4 separate regions of the Mus musculus genome follow, and all the other regions are linked to region 1. A link is a contact called in public Hi-C and HiChIP or PLAC-seq data. All regions are on one chromosome and are shown on one strand. The core of a region is the stretch at or near the end of the contact, and the rest is flanking DNA. Distances in the headings are between cores, read along the strand shown. Region 1 has its middle 94 kb from the start of Gm31614. Region 2 overlaps Cadm1 (cell adhesion molecule 1). Region 3 has its middle 55 kb from the start of Gm31816. Region 4 overlaps Gm31816 (a long non-coding RNA gene).

What was found. A called contact is a pair of places that touch in the nucleus more often than the background predicts. HiChIP or PLAC-seq counts read pairs in DNA pulled down with a chosen protein or histone mark.
Region 2: a contact with region 1 is called in an H3K27ac HiChIP or PLAC-seq map of SST interneurons, with 10 times the contacts expected there. The contact joins two enhancer-like sites. A contact is called at or near these places in 1 of 484 Hi-C or Micro-C datasets (stem cell-derived primordial germ cell-like cells) and 4 of 115 datasets of contacts at active chromatin or transcription factors (SST interneurons, embryonic basal ganglia, embryonic stem cells and 1 more).
Region 3: a Hi-C map of the N1E-115 cell line shows a contact between it and region 1, with 6 times the contacts expected there. The contact joins two enhancer-like sites. A contact is called at or near these places in 5 of 484 Hi-C or Micro-C datasets (the N1E-115 cell line, cerebellar granule neurons, cerebral cortex and 2 more) and 2 of 115 datasets of contacts at active chromatin or transcription factors (embryonic basal ganglia and neural progenitor cells).
Region 4: a Hi-C map of the N1E-115 cell line shows a contact between it and region 1, with 16 times the contacts expected there. The contact joins two enhancer-like sites. A contact is called at or near these places in 5 of 484 Hi-C or Micro-C datasets (the N1E-115 cell line, cerebral cortex, lens fibers and 1 more) and 4 of 115 datasets of contacts at active chromatin or transcription factors (VIP interneurons, embryonic basal ganglia and embryonic stem cells).

The regions. Positions count from the first base shown.
Region 1 is chr9:46,734,181-46,737,542 of GRCm38.p6, forward strand. No RefSeq gene overlaps it. Among named protein-coding and RNA genes, the nearest start is that of Gm31614, 94 kb to the right of the region's middle. Within about 2 kb of position 1,556, at least 27 of the 459 cell types and tissues checked have an H3K27ac peak or open chromatin away from gene starts, as enhancers often do. A contact at or near this core is called in the N1E-115 cell line, SST interneurons and cerebral cortex, where this site is marked.
Region 2 is chr9:47,732,581-47,735,942 of GRCm38.p6, forward strand. The region is part of intron 1 of Cadm1 (cell adhesion molecule 1); the gene reads left to right. Among named protein-coding and RNA genes, the nearest start is that of Gm10677, 84 kb to the right of the region's middle. Within about 2 kb of position 1,616, at least 77 of the 459 cell types and tissues checked have an H3K27ac peak or open chromatin away from gene starts, as enhancers often do. A contact at or near this core is called in SST interneurons, where this site is marked.
Region 3 is chr9:47,421,095-47,424,456 of GRCm38.p6, forward strand. No RefSeq gene overlaps it. Among named protein-coding and RNA genes, the nearest start is that of Gm31816, 55 kb to the left of the region's middle. Within about 2 kb of position 1,832, at least 68 of the 459 cell types and tissues checked have an H3K27ac peak or open chromatin away from gene starts, as enhancers often do. A contact at or near this core is called in the N1E-115 cell line and cerebral cortex, where this site is marked.
Region 4 is chr9:47,278,621-47,281,982 of GRCm38.p6, forward strand. The region is part of intron 3 of Gm31816 (a long non-coding RNA gene); the gene reads right to left. Among named protein-coding and RNA genes, the nearest start is that of Gm39332, 37 kb to the left of the region's middle. Within about 2 kb of position 1,736, at least 37 of the 459 cell types and tissues checked have an H3K27ac peak or open chromatin away from gene starts, as enhancers often do. A contact at or near this core is called in the N1E-115 cell line, where this site is marked.

The sequences.
Region 1 (3,362 bases), core at 306-2,805:
TTGTCATTCCTAGATCACCACACCCACTGACATGCTGAGACCAGAGTAGAAGATTCTGTACCCACCCCAGAGTTCTCTGCACCTCTGTCTCTCTGTCCCTGTTTCAATCTCCATCTTGTACCAAGGGTCCCGAGAAGGCCACGAAGCTCACTCAGGCATGGGGAGGCCCTGCCTCTACACCTTCGACTTGGGGCATCTTCTAAGGAATCTCTGATGTTGCCATCCCAGTCAGCAGGGGCAGAGAGGGAGCTTGGGGCTTTATTAACTAATCTGTGGTACTTGAGTAATTTATTACATTTAAGCTGGTGCTATCAAGTCTCAGCAGTGCCTGCATGCACTGGGAAATAAATTAAAGGCTGTCCAGAGATGCTTGGATCATCTGTGTGATTGCTGGGTTCATGGGATGAAGGTTTAAGGCTCTCTCTCTTCTTGAAGATTGGAAATTAGGCATTAATAAAACAGCAGACCAAAGAACTGTCATGGAGATAGCTGTGTGGTGATGGCAGTGATGGTGGTGGCAATGGTAGTGTTGATGTAAGTGTTGGCGGTAGTGGCAGCGGCGGTGATGATGGTAGTGGTGGCATGCAATAGTGACAGTGATGGTGGTGGCCTGCAATGGTGGGGAAGGTGGCCTACAATGATGATGATGGTGGTGGTGGTGGCCTGCAATGGTGGTGGCTTGGCTTCAGCGTAAGGGCTGGGCAAGAAGAGGCTGCTGGTCTAGGAGTGGGGAACCCCCAGCTCTTGTTTTTGTGTAATGGCAATCCAGGGGTTTCTGGAGAAGAATGGGAGACTTTGACGAATGCCTGTAGGTGGTGATGGTTTTCTGCTTCCTGCAAAGGGTTAAATGTCATGGACGGACACAGGCTGATTTCTCCACTAGGCACAGTTGGCAGTAAACATCGTTTCAACTTCTGTTAAGGCCCGAGGAAAAGAAACTTTTAAGCTGAGAGAAATATTCTAATATATCTCAATCTTTATGTCAAATCAGTAATAAAATATAATTTTTAGATGAATGTGTGTGTGTGTGTGTGTGTGTGTGTGAAAGGAACAGGAAGACACAAGTACTTGGGATATATGGGGCCACCTCCATTGGATGGGATTATTCTAACATGTCCCATCTACCCATGGATTCTCCTTGGCCTGCCTTGGCTGTAACACTTAGGCTTGGAATAGCCTCTTACTCATCTGCCCATGTGTCTGCCGAGGGGCCCTGTGTCCAAGGAAGGAGGCAATTGTTCCGCTGATGGGTAGCAGGGACCTAGGATTGGAATCCAGCCTCTCTCTGTCACTTCCTCACTCATGTCCAGGGACGAGCCAACCAGGAGGCACCAAATACCTGCTCCAAACAGGCCTCAGCCTTTTGAACTCCTCTCGTCCCTACCTTCTGCTCATCTGTACTGACAAAACTTTCAGAAGGACTGGGGCAGGGATCTGTCTTTTCTTGTGGAGGTACTGCTATCAGGAGCGGGTGGATGGACGCCTGTGCTATGGAACCCCAGACACTGGACAGAACCACCCTGAGAAACCCCGGCTTGCAGTTGGATGGCCTTTCCACCAGGTGGCAGGCTTGCTCTACATAGATGTATTGCTTGGAGTACTTACCTGGCAATGGCCAGAGGGGTCTGAGGGTGCCAAATCAGCCTGAGGTCCCGGGCTTGTTCAGCGGCATGTGTGTGGCTTCAGAGGCAGGGACCAGACCTCTCAAACTGTTACTGGACTCCTGCTGGATTCTGTTTCTGGGGGACCTTGTTCTCAAAGTGCCTAGAGGCAGATGGCAGATGTTTGAACAGAGCGCCCCCTGGAGCAAGGAGTGCTGATTTGACCAGAATAGGATCTGGTATCCTTGGTGACTTTCTCTGCACTTTGCTTCTGCAGGTAGCTCCTAGCTGCTGGTTTTGGCTTAGGGCATGGAGCATGCATGTATATTTTGGTGGTTCATTCCTTCCTACTCACTAACCAGACTTCCACAAAGTATCCACCTAGAGCAGCTAGCCTGAGCGCCAGCCACCTTACCTACCCTTTTAGGGGCATGTAAACAATATCCTTCCTCCAGCACCCTGGGATCTCTCTGAGGGACCCCTAGAAACAACAGAACACTGGTTAGCTAGGACTATCTCTGCATCAAGAGATCCAAGTCCTGGTCAATTGCTCACAATAGAGATAAGGCCAAGTAGCTGCAGGAGTAGGGGAGACCTGTAAGCTCTGGCCTGGATCACTGGGAAGTGAAGAGGAGGCACCAGGTCCTTTAGGGAGGTGGAGGCATACTGCACTGGCCTCTTTGTCTCCAGCAGCTCCAGAGGCCTCCATTCCTGAGCCAGTGTTCAGAGTCCCCTGCCCCATTGCCAGCTAAGCCTGCACTGTCTCAGGACTGGTGACTCAGCAGCATTTTCTGCTCTTCTCAACCAAGGGGCCAGGGAGGCCATCTTCCCAAGCTCTGCCACTCCCCAGCCTGGACTGTCTACCAGCCTCACCCCCATCCCATTCTCCCTTCTCCCACTGGTGCCTCATTTCTTCATTCATGGGCAGCCTCCCTCTGAGATTAGGAGAGTTTCACCAGCCTGGTTGGGAGTCATAATAGGGCGTGGTGCTTCTGTTGTTTTTGGGAATCTGAACTACAGCTTGCAGAGACAGGAGAAGGGAAGCAGAGAGAAGAGAAAGAAGGGTTAGGAGGGAGAGTAGGAAAGCAGAGAAGAAAGAGTATAGAGAGGGGAAGGAGAGGAAGGCAGGAGAGGTGGCTACTGGGGGACAAGGTGGTTGAGATGTGAATCAAAATATGTCTTTCCTACCCAGATGGAAGACATGGGAGAGATAGGTCTGGGGAAGCCACTGTGTGTGCTGGTGTTGGGTAGACAGCATAGTGGGGTTGGAAGGAGAAAACAAATAGAATGAAAGTGATCCTCCCTAAAAAGGGGGGAAGGAAAAGAGAGGTGGGGTGAATTGCAAACTGAAGACAGAGAAGAGAAGGATGCGGAAGTGAGGACCTCTGAATCACAGGAAGGGATGGCCACCCAAACCAGAACCCTCAGCATGGGGGTGAACCTAACACACAGGAACATACAGGCAAGGGTGCACGGCAGTCTGAGGTGTGTGTCAGGGGCATCCTGAGCTGCTCTGCCCTCTGATGGGGTCCCTTGTCTTGCCCGGGCTCCTGAAAAGGGGTGGTCTCTGCAGGACTGGCTTTCCTGTGCCTGTCTACTGCCCAGTCCAGGAAACTTCCACTCGTGATTAGACGAGGAGAGGCCAAAATCTTCATTCCTCACACTTGTCACCCCAAATTGGATCTAACCGCCTCTCTCCCTGCCTCTCTCCCTCCTAGTTTCCTTAGTAACTGACAGTTCCCCAGTGAATGCCAGACCCTG
Region 2 (3,362 bases), core at 366-2,865, 1.0 Mb after region 1:
AAGTCAGCTTTCAATCAGGAAGGACTAGTGGATGCTTTAATGGAAAGATTACCACAAAGTCCCCACCCCTTTGTGATTTAGATTCCTTGAATTCACCTCATTAATGGCTGAGCATTGAATCGAATAAGGTATTTCTCCGAGTTTTAAACATTGAAAATTCAAGGCAAAGGCCTCTCCTTCTATCTTCAAATGAATGAGAAAGCCATCCTAAAGGAAGATGGCGGCCGAGGTGTCATTGCTCTGTGTCACCTCTATCAAAGAGACTGATTACACTGTTGATGGTGGTTCTCCGGGCCATCACTGTCTTGCCTCTGCTTCTTAAGAATGTATAATGCAGTCCAACCTTAAGACAAATAGGTCAAGCTGCAAAACTCTGCGGGAATATGAGAATGAGTCTCAAAATAATAAAGCAGTCCAACTTGGAGATGCGATATACTTTATAAATATCTCCTGAGAGGGAACACTGTCCAAGGCCTTTCCATAGCAGCCTGCCTTGCCAGTCCTATGTATTTCTAGCTGCTATTTCTAGAATGTATTAGGAGCCACTGATGGTTGATCTTTTACTGTGGTTGACAGGGGAACATATGCATACACTGTGTTCATCAATTTTTTTTTTTAACCTCTGGTGTACTCTGAAAAAAAATTGTTCTCCTATGGGTTAGAAAAATAATATTTTTGAGGATATCCCATCTGCAGATAAAGTCATTGGCCATTTCTGGTCTTGTCAAAGATAAAAATAAACCATTTTCAACTGTATTAAATACCATACTCGGGCATAAGGGAGAACACATTTGTCGTGTTTCATTTGTCGGCTCAGTCTGCACATTTAGCACGGCAATAGCAGTGAACTTCACGGACAGTCAGGCCCACTCTTTCATGTTTCCTTCCAGTTCTAAATTGAAAATATTTTTTTTGAAAAGAACTATGACAAAAGCAATTTGAGTTAGTGATATCTTGAAAGAGAAGCCAATTTCAGATCACCTTTATGGCTGGTCATTGTTACCTACAGCAGGCAGATGTCATGGTGATCTTCTCGATATTAGTATTCTGAGAGAGTCTGACCTGACAGTGTTCAGGTGACATCACAAATGGAACTCTAATATTGAGATTTCAAGTTGTAGAGCAAAAGGGCCGCTCGTGGAAATCCAGGGCAGACAGAACTACTATTGGCGAGAAGTGTAGCCATTCCCCTCATCTGGCTCTTGTTCTGTATGGTGCACAAGTGTGGTTAGCAATGACCACATGATGCTAGATGACTAATTAAAGCACGTGCTGAGAATAAACTCCCCGGTAACAGAGAATGTATGAAAGTGTTGCAACCACTGTGGCGACTTGGCTGATTTCCAACCTGTAGCTGCCAGTGTTGTCTCCATCTCTTCATCAGAGACCCACCACCCTGGTCCTTCCGAGCTGTGCTGTGCATTTGTAACAAGGTTGGTGATTCATGGGCACGCAACACCGAAAGCTCTCACGAGCCCAAGAGATGACCCTGAAAGGAGAAATTGTGGTTCAAAAGGATCATCTGTCTCCGAAAGTGTGATTTACTGAGACACCCACCCCTACCCCGAGCCTTAAAAATAGGATCTAATGACTAGATCTCTTCCTCTTTCTCTCTCTGCCTTCTGCTCTTTCTCTTCCCCCTCAGCCTAACCCTGGAGCCAGAATCAGTCCACGGGTTCTGTAAGAAACCATGCCACTGTGAGTCATACTGCTTCTTACAGCATCATAGCTGTTCTTTCTCTCAAAACCCTTCTAGACAGATAACAAGTGTTGGGTTGTTTTCATGTCTCAGATGAGGAACCAAGGCAAGGGGTGCACTGACACGCCCACCTACTACAGAAGGGTGTCGGCGACACTGCTGAGACTTGTGCTCAAGCCTTTTGTTTGTGGCTTATTCCCAACAAACCCCTAATCAGCGCCTCTGGCCTTGTCGGTTGGTGTGTGGCACCCACATCTGCCATTGCTGGTGCATCTGTAACGGTCCGTGAACTGTACATTCTGCCTGTGTGTGATCTGAGAAGCCAATCTCATTTTCAACTCTACAGAAATGAAGTGAGAGGCCAATGTGACTTCTAAGGGACCATGCAGTGCATTTCAGAGTCAAATGTGAATGGCGTTTAGGTCTGCCATGCTAGCTCCTCCATATTAGCGTGGCTTTCTCTTCTTCTAAATAACTAAGAGATAATTATTCTTAAGTCCCAGTGTCCTGCCTACTGCCTTCACAGTACACCTGCATTTTCTGAGTATACCATCTTGCGCTGTGTTAGGCATTTAAATCCATCTTGGCACTCTACTCACTGTCATGTTAGTAGTTGCCCTGGGGAATGTTCTGGATCACATAGGATACACTATTGAACAGAAATTAGTTTCTTGATCCCAGTAGAGTAACAGATCCTGAAACATTTCAGCAAGATGTATTCTGTAACTATTGGGAACTGTACACCCCGCCTGTGTCAGAAGCACACCACGTATGATTTTATTTGTGGCTTAATCAACAGGAAGAAATGCCAAGCAGCTTTGACTAGCTGGCAGTGGATCTGTTTGTGTTTGCGGTATTTTCTCTCTAAGACACCTGCTGGAGATGAGAGCCGCCACAAACACCGAGTGGGTATCCAGGGCTTCATTATAGAGGCTTCTCTAATGATCAAAGAAGCCTTTTTATACAATCTTGTTCCTGATCATGCAGCTGAACATCTGTCTACCTGTCTGTCCACCTTTTAATTGCATCATCCAGGCCTCTCTGATCCTAGACAGCTCTGTCGATGCTGCTCTGCCTCCCACCATTTCTGATCATGGCAAACACAAAATTTCTCACAAAGCAAAAAACCAGTAAAACAGAGTGCTTTCTAATAAATTCGAACGGAGCCATTTTATAAGAAGTTAATTTTCGATCACATACCCAGTGAAGTCCTTGTGCTAATTTATTCTTCAAAGCCAAACTCTTGCACAGTGAGGAATGTAGCGCGCTGTGGGAATACTCAAGGTATTAGGCACTCAATTCAGGAGAACTTGGTACTACTGGCTTTTCACAATCTGCTCAAAGTTGATTTGTATTTTCAACAGGAGGGGTGTAATAATTCAGGAATTTAACTCAAATTTTATTCATTAATTCATTTGATAAATACTTAGTCACATCAATCTGTTATGTTTAGGGCCATCTGTGTGACTTAAAAGTGAGATACCATACCCAATGTAAAATGATCTTTAATAGAAATGAATTGATTGCGAGAATCGGACAGATAGTCCTCCAGTAGATAGAAAACCCACCTCCACTTAGGGATATCAACAGTGGCTCAAGGATTAGAGCTTTATGGCTATAAAAAACACAAAAGCTGAAGGGCTCCTCTGCAGTGCCGTGAGAT
Region 3 (3,362 bases), core at 582-3,081, 690 kb after region 1:
ATCAAGACGGTATAAATCACCGGTTCTACCCTCCCTGCCCTCACTCAAACCCGTATCCAGTTCAAGTCAAACTGGACCTTCTTGGTACTGCACATATAGGCTTCCTGTTTCAAGAAAGTTCTTGCCATGATTGGCATTCCTTCGTTGTGACTATAGGGCAACCATTTGCTTATCTTTGGGGGGATGGGGTGTATGCATACAGGCATGCACATGGTGGGTTTAGAGCACAACCTCTGATGTATCTGCCCTCACCTCTACCTTATTTAAGACAGGCTGTAGCTGGTGTTTACTGGGCATATGCCACACTAGCTGGTCTGAGCCTTCCAGGGATTCTCCTGCTTTTACCTCCCGAATGCCTGATGAGTCCTGGGCTCACGCACTGCTGTGCTTGGCTTTACGTGGGATCTGAGGGTAAACTCAGGTTTCCATTCTTGCATGGCGAGCTCTTTACTCACTGAGCCATCTCCTTATTTCTTTACTTGACTTTTAAACTGTATGTTATTTATTATTATTATTATTTATCCATTCAGTAGCACAGGATTGAACCCAGGACCTTGTACATTCTAGGTCAGTGTTCTACCATGGAACTATATACCCAGTCATCATCGTGTTGTCTTCATCATCATCATCGTCTTTGTCATCATGGTCGTCGTCATCATCATCATAATTATCACCATCACCACCATCATTATTTTGAGACTGGGTCTTACTGAATTGCCCAGGCTGGACTTGAACTCACTCAGTATCCCAGTCATGCCTTCTGTGAATTTGGGATCATCCTGACTCAGTTATCTGAGTGGATGAGATTGCAAGCATGTGTCCTGTTTAACACTTTTTATGTGCATTGAAGGCAGCCAAACCCCTGTCAATGTCTCCTGACCATTTCATTTCCTAAAATCCACCGTGGAACATTCCAGAAAAGATAAAAAGCAAAGCTCCCCAGTTGGTAAATATCAACCATCATGGTTTTCTGCAGTAGCCCAGGGTTTTACATGTCCCACACTATCCTAAACCGATAACACAGATAACCCATCTGGCCATGGCCTGCTTTCCCTCCCAGGGTGGGCAGGGGATTAGAGCTGTTTCAACGCTGGGAGACTCCGAGGTTGTAAAAAGCCTTGTGCTCTGAACAGAGGGACAGTTACATAAGTCCACAGAGCTCCCCACACTACAGGACAGCAGACTCCAAGCAGCATCTAATTACAGGGAGGCTGATGGTCGCTGTTGAAGATCCTGTCACAGGACCCAGGTCTCAGCCCACTGATGTCCTGCCAGCAGTTGCACTAAAACGGAAATTAAGCGCAGTGTCATGGCCATTTAGGACATTAGGAACGGAAGGCGCCCGGGAGCTGCTTCCTGGCCCCTTGCCCATGTTATTAACAAGGTGCAAACGAGGACCTAGGCTGGAAGAGGGAAACAGCTGGAGAAAAGAGACCTTCACAGCAGGTGGAGATCTGAGGAGAGGAAGGGGATGTAGAGAGACTGTGTCCCAAATCTCCTTGGCTGAGGATAAAATTGGCTTGATAAATGAGGAAGAGTCATTCATTTCTTCACTCGACCCTCTCTGGAACATTTTGTAGATTGCAAAGTTTCTCCAGTCCCTGATTTTCTGTGCTGGATTAATGCAACACACACACACACACACACATACACACTTCCCATCATGGGGGCGGGCGGGGGAGAGGCAAGGCCCACATGACACACACATCCACATTTGTTGACACTCACTGCTCATCATTTGTAATTTGTTTGAAACCTTCAGGCTAGTGGCTCTCTGTAGAGTGTTGCCAGACTGCCAAATTCTCTAGCTCAGAATCTAGGGAAATCCTGGCCTTGGCCTGGGTCCAGCTATGGCCAATGCCAGGGCTATTTGCTAAATAAAGAACACAAGCCCGGGGCTGGAGGAGGGTCTGAGAGTTCTTTGTTTTGCAGCTCATTCACCCTTGACCCTACCCCCACTCAACACACACACATTCACACACACACACACACACACACACACACACACACACACCCCACATGCACACACTGCCTGACAAGCCTCTGACTAGGCTGACGGACTTGGGTAACTCAGCAAAGAGACGAAGCACCATGGTCCCCTGTCTTGCTCTTTATCTGTTCCCACGGGGATGTGCATAGGTGGGGATCTTGAAGACAGAGCTGGAGGATCTCTGGAGTCCACACAGCCATCCAGAATCTTCCATCTCATGCAGCACTCTGCTTTCCTATTTCCCTGCCAACAGCTGTAGCAGAGGTGAACTGGAACATGGGAAATGCCAGCCCCTTTGCCTGGAGGATGGGGTGCGGGGGAACTAAAAAGCCCGTTTTTCTGTCCTGTCAGGTCTATTTAAGTATTTAATGAGGTGAGATAGCACCAATAAATTTCACATGGCACAATAACTCTGATGATGTGGGCCATGGACTAATCAGCTTCCATTCTGGGGATAGAAGAGTGTTCTTGCCTTTGCTAGATCTTATCGGGTTTGATTGCTTTGTTCAGATATTAAAAAGGTTGAGCAAGGACTTTCGGGCACTGCCACAAATCTGCCCGCATCCTCCCAGCCAAGATAGATTGAAACCAGGCTGTGGAATGCAAGGCTGTTTATTTTAATTGACAATCAAGAGGAGGAGAATTGGTAGAGTGGAAGGTGGGGAAGGAGGCCACAGGCCTGTGATTGGATGGCTTCTGAGTCTACCTTCCTCTCTGCAAAGCTCACACACAGCAAGGCTGCTTATCCAATGGAGGACCAGCACCTGAGGCTTTGAAGAGTCTCTTCTTCTCTATGCTTGTCCTGAGCATAGAGAGAGCCTGTTGACCCGTGTATCACCTGTGATTTTTGTCTTTGTTTTTTATGGAATGAGGCTGGTTACAGACATTTCCCGGGCACTTGGGTCCTGCTCTAGCTTCTGCTGACCCTTGCACAGCGCGTGCATTCTGTCCGTTGGACCTTTAGGGGACAGTCCCTAATGCTCTTTGAAGCCAGAGGCCACACTATAATCTGTAAGAACCTCTCACCCCACACATGCAGCACAAAGCAGAGATCAGATTTTCTGAAGTGTATATGGGCATATGTGAGGGTAAGTGACATAATTCATATGGCATGCAAGCAAGCAATTATCAGTTGATTTATATTAATATTTGTTGTACCATTAAATATAATTTATATGTCATACATGATTTCATAAGCATCATTTCTCAGGATGAAACCAGGGTAGGCCAAAGGTTCTTAATACAAGTTAAGTTCAGGTAAATTATTATAAAAGTCTGTCGATAATGACAGAGGAAGTAGCCAGTAAGTAAAATTTAGGGAATGCTCTATCAGCTCACTTAGTAATTGATTGGCTGGTTGGTTGGCAAATTA
Region 4 (3,362 bases), core at 486-2,985, 540 kb after region 1:
GGCGAACACAGCAGGGCCTTCAAACAAAGTCAAAGCCAAGACAAAACAACAAAGGCAGAAAGCAAACTGGATTCCATCCAGAATTAACCCCGAAATATCACAATCTTCTGCTTGAGAGTGAGGATAAACAGATGTCTCTCATCCCAACAAATGAAAGGTCCCCCCTCAGACAGCGCGTTATAATTATTAAATAACTTCCTCCATTTGTTCAGGATCAGTTGCGACCTCATTACCTGGATCCGAAGATAATATCTCTAAGTCCTGGGCATAAATCCAAAAAGGTCATTATTAACAGAAGAGTCCCCAAATCTGCAGGAAAAGGAAGAGCAGCAGTAATTGAGGAGGCAAAGCATTTCACCCAGACCTTTGCTTCCAGTCGCTGTGGCAATAGCAATCAGCTTCCCTGGCACTCCTGACTGGTGGACACACAACTGCTAGTACTGTGGATGGTCTCAAGCCTTGTGAGTCTCAGGACTTCGAGGGCAGGGTACTAAGCTGACTTGAGGGTGATTTCCTTATCATCACTCCTTGTGAAGTCAGGTCAGAAACCAAGGATCAGATCACTGGTCCCTTGCACTGACAACCCATTAGACGTTAGGAAGAGCCAGGGGGAGGGGCCCAGGTATCCTTCGACTCTCTGATCTTGGTTTTTGAGAGCCCCCTGGATCTGGATCATAAACCAGCTAATCCTGAGGTTCAGGATTAAGAGGATGGTCCCTATCCTTAAGCCACCTTGGATTAATCCATCCACCAATCAACAGGCAGCTTTGAACTGCTCCTTTCCAGCTGAGCCCAGTTGACTAGGAGCCGGTCCACATCTACAGAAAGATTAGACTTTTGCTAACTGACAGAGGAGAGCCAAAGTCTTAGCAACCTCACTTCCCCGCCTTTCTGTCTTGCTTTATCCCTGAAGCCATGAAGTACAATAGCAAAGACATTAAGGTTAGGCTCGGGAGCCAAGCCAAGTAGGACCTGCCACTCATCCGCTGGAAGGCTCAGGCAAAGTTCCAAGCCTCCATCCCTCTTCTGTGAAATGTGTCGTCATCTTTGCCCTGCTTTCCCAACACTGCCAAAGGATGAGCAGTGTCCAAGATAAATGGGCTGTGTGGGACTCATCCATATTTTGACCCTACCCTATCTTCTTCCACGAGCCTTAATCATCTTCACCCCACACCCAGTGTGATGGTAGCTCGTGAGCTCCTGGAGCTCTGGGGATAGCTACCTAACACCAAGCCGTGCCACACAAGCAAAACTATTTAAGGTCATGAAACATCTAGTGAGTCTGGAGGATCAAGATGGGGCTCCTCTTAGGTTTCTACCATAAATGCATCGGACGGATCTAATTAAGCTCAGACCATCACATTACCACTCCACCCCAAGCATCAGGGGCACCAGCCTAGACCCAGGGTGCCCCCCAAATGTACCTGATAATTAAAGCAATTTCTGCCCTGCCTGATCCCACACACACACCATCAATCTCTCCCATTACTGGAGAGGCAAACAATAAATAATTTAATAACTTGGGTCGAGTAGAATCTGGTTCCAAAACAAAGCGTTTTAATTCTCCAGTGCGCTGGCTTTCAGCATTACTGTAATCCCATTTCCCTTCACTTGACTGGGCCTTTTGCTGCTTTTTAGGCTTCTCGTATTTCTCCCCAAGTTTTCCCCATGGGGCCCTGACAGCTGCATTATAGCAGGGCCTGGCAGCCAGCATGACATCACTTGCTGTTCAAATCAGCAGCGGCTGGACTCATTAGCCTAGCAAGCTGCCCTCTTGCCTTGAAGACCATGGAGACCCATCCATGAAGCTGCAGGCAGGAAGGCCGTGCTGGACATCAGGGCCCTCTCCCTTTCCCAGCATCTTTTCCTGCCTATTCCTGAGACCTTCCAGTTTCTGGCAGCCCCGGTTATGAGGAAAGGCCTGGAAAGGGGAGCAAAGGAAGAGGGTATGACAGGTGACAAGCCCTTGCTTTTCAGAGTCCTTTCTAATTTCCATCATGCTCCCTCTTGGCACTGAGGCTTGGATCGTCCTCAGTCTAGGAGACACTCTCAAACTCTAAAGAGGGGTTTGCCTTTGCTACCTTGTAAAAGATAGCCAGGACTATGACAAGCACAGACCAGGGAAAGTCTCCCTGCCGGCTCCTCCCCGCCCCGTCCCCACCCACCATCTTCCATCTTTCTTCTTTCCCAGCAGCCAGAATGGAATATGCTGATTCGAGAGTCTGGTGCCCTTGCCTGAAGCCAGGGGGCCAAGGAGCAGCAGCTGCTGGGGAGGAGCATGGGTAAAAGGAGCCGCACCAATGGAGCCTTCGTTTAAATAAAGAGCAGGGGAGCATTGTGCTCCATTGATTACGATTTTTTTTTTCTGAATGTTGTGACATTTGCAGGAAGGCTAATTTATTCAAGCATGGAAATCTTTAAAAACTTAATTAAGTTATTTCTGTGATTTTCCATGCCTTATTGTTTCGAGTTCACATTTACTTTCATCCTTGTTAATAAAAAAAAATAATAATAATAAAAATGGGGAGGGGGTGGAGAGGAAGGAAAGAGAAGAAATGAGCCCTCCAGCACCTTCCGGACTGTGTTTGATGCTCTGTTCTCCAACATGAGGTCTCAGAGCAGCTGGGGCTTATGGAGTAGGAATGTCTCCTTCAGGGTCAGGCTCCAGGCCCCAGGCCCTTGGAGATGAGTTCTCCCAGTCCCTTTGTCTAATGGAGAACCCAGCTTCATCCTGAGGGCATTGGCATAAGCAGAGGTAAGTATAAACCATGGTGAGTCTCACAAGGGACAATGTCATCCTGCCATTTGGTGATTGTTCTCCAAAGCAGACTGGGTACTGCACTCTGGAGGGTGTCCCGGGATGGAATGACTAGGGTAGCCTGATGAATGGCAAGAGCAGAATCCAAGAAGCAGGACCCCATCCTCCAAGAACCAGACGTCATTCATACAGGCGTGACCATAAAGAATTGCTTTTCTCTCTAGCCTGAACCCAGAGTCCCTAGGGCCTTTGTCCATTCCTATCTCCAGCAGGTAGTGCCAGGAGTAGCCATGGAACCTCACGCAGTGATGGATTCAATGTAGATCCTACCTGAGTCACTAGGGATCTCAGAGCAAGAGGGATCTCAGATGCTGAGGTAGGTATGGGACAGAGCCAAAGGAGAGACTTAAATGAAAACACAGTCAGGATTCCTACCAGGAAAATAAAGTCTATGCTGTCAGAGAGAATAGGTAGGTCTACCTATACTCAACTTTCATTTCCACAAAGGCATACCTGACAGGATTCTGGAGTCAACGTGGCTCCACACTGAAGAATTGAGAAGTGGGTTGGCTGGAGGCTGAGTTGGAAAGAAGGCCACTCTAGA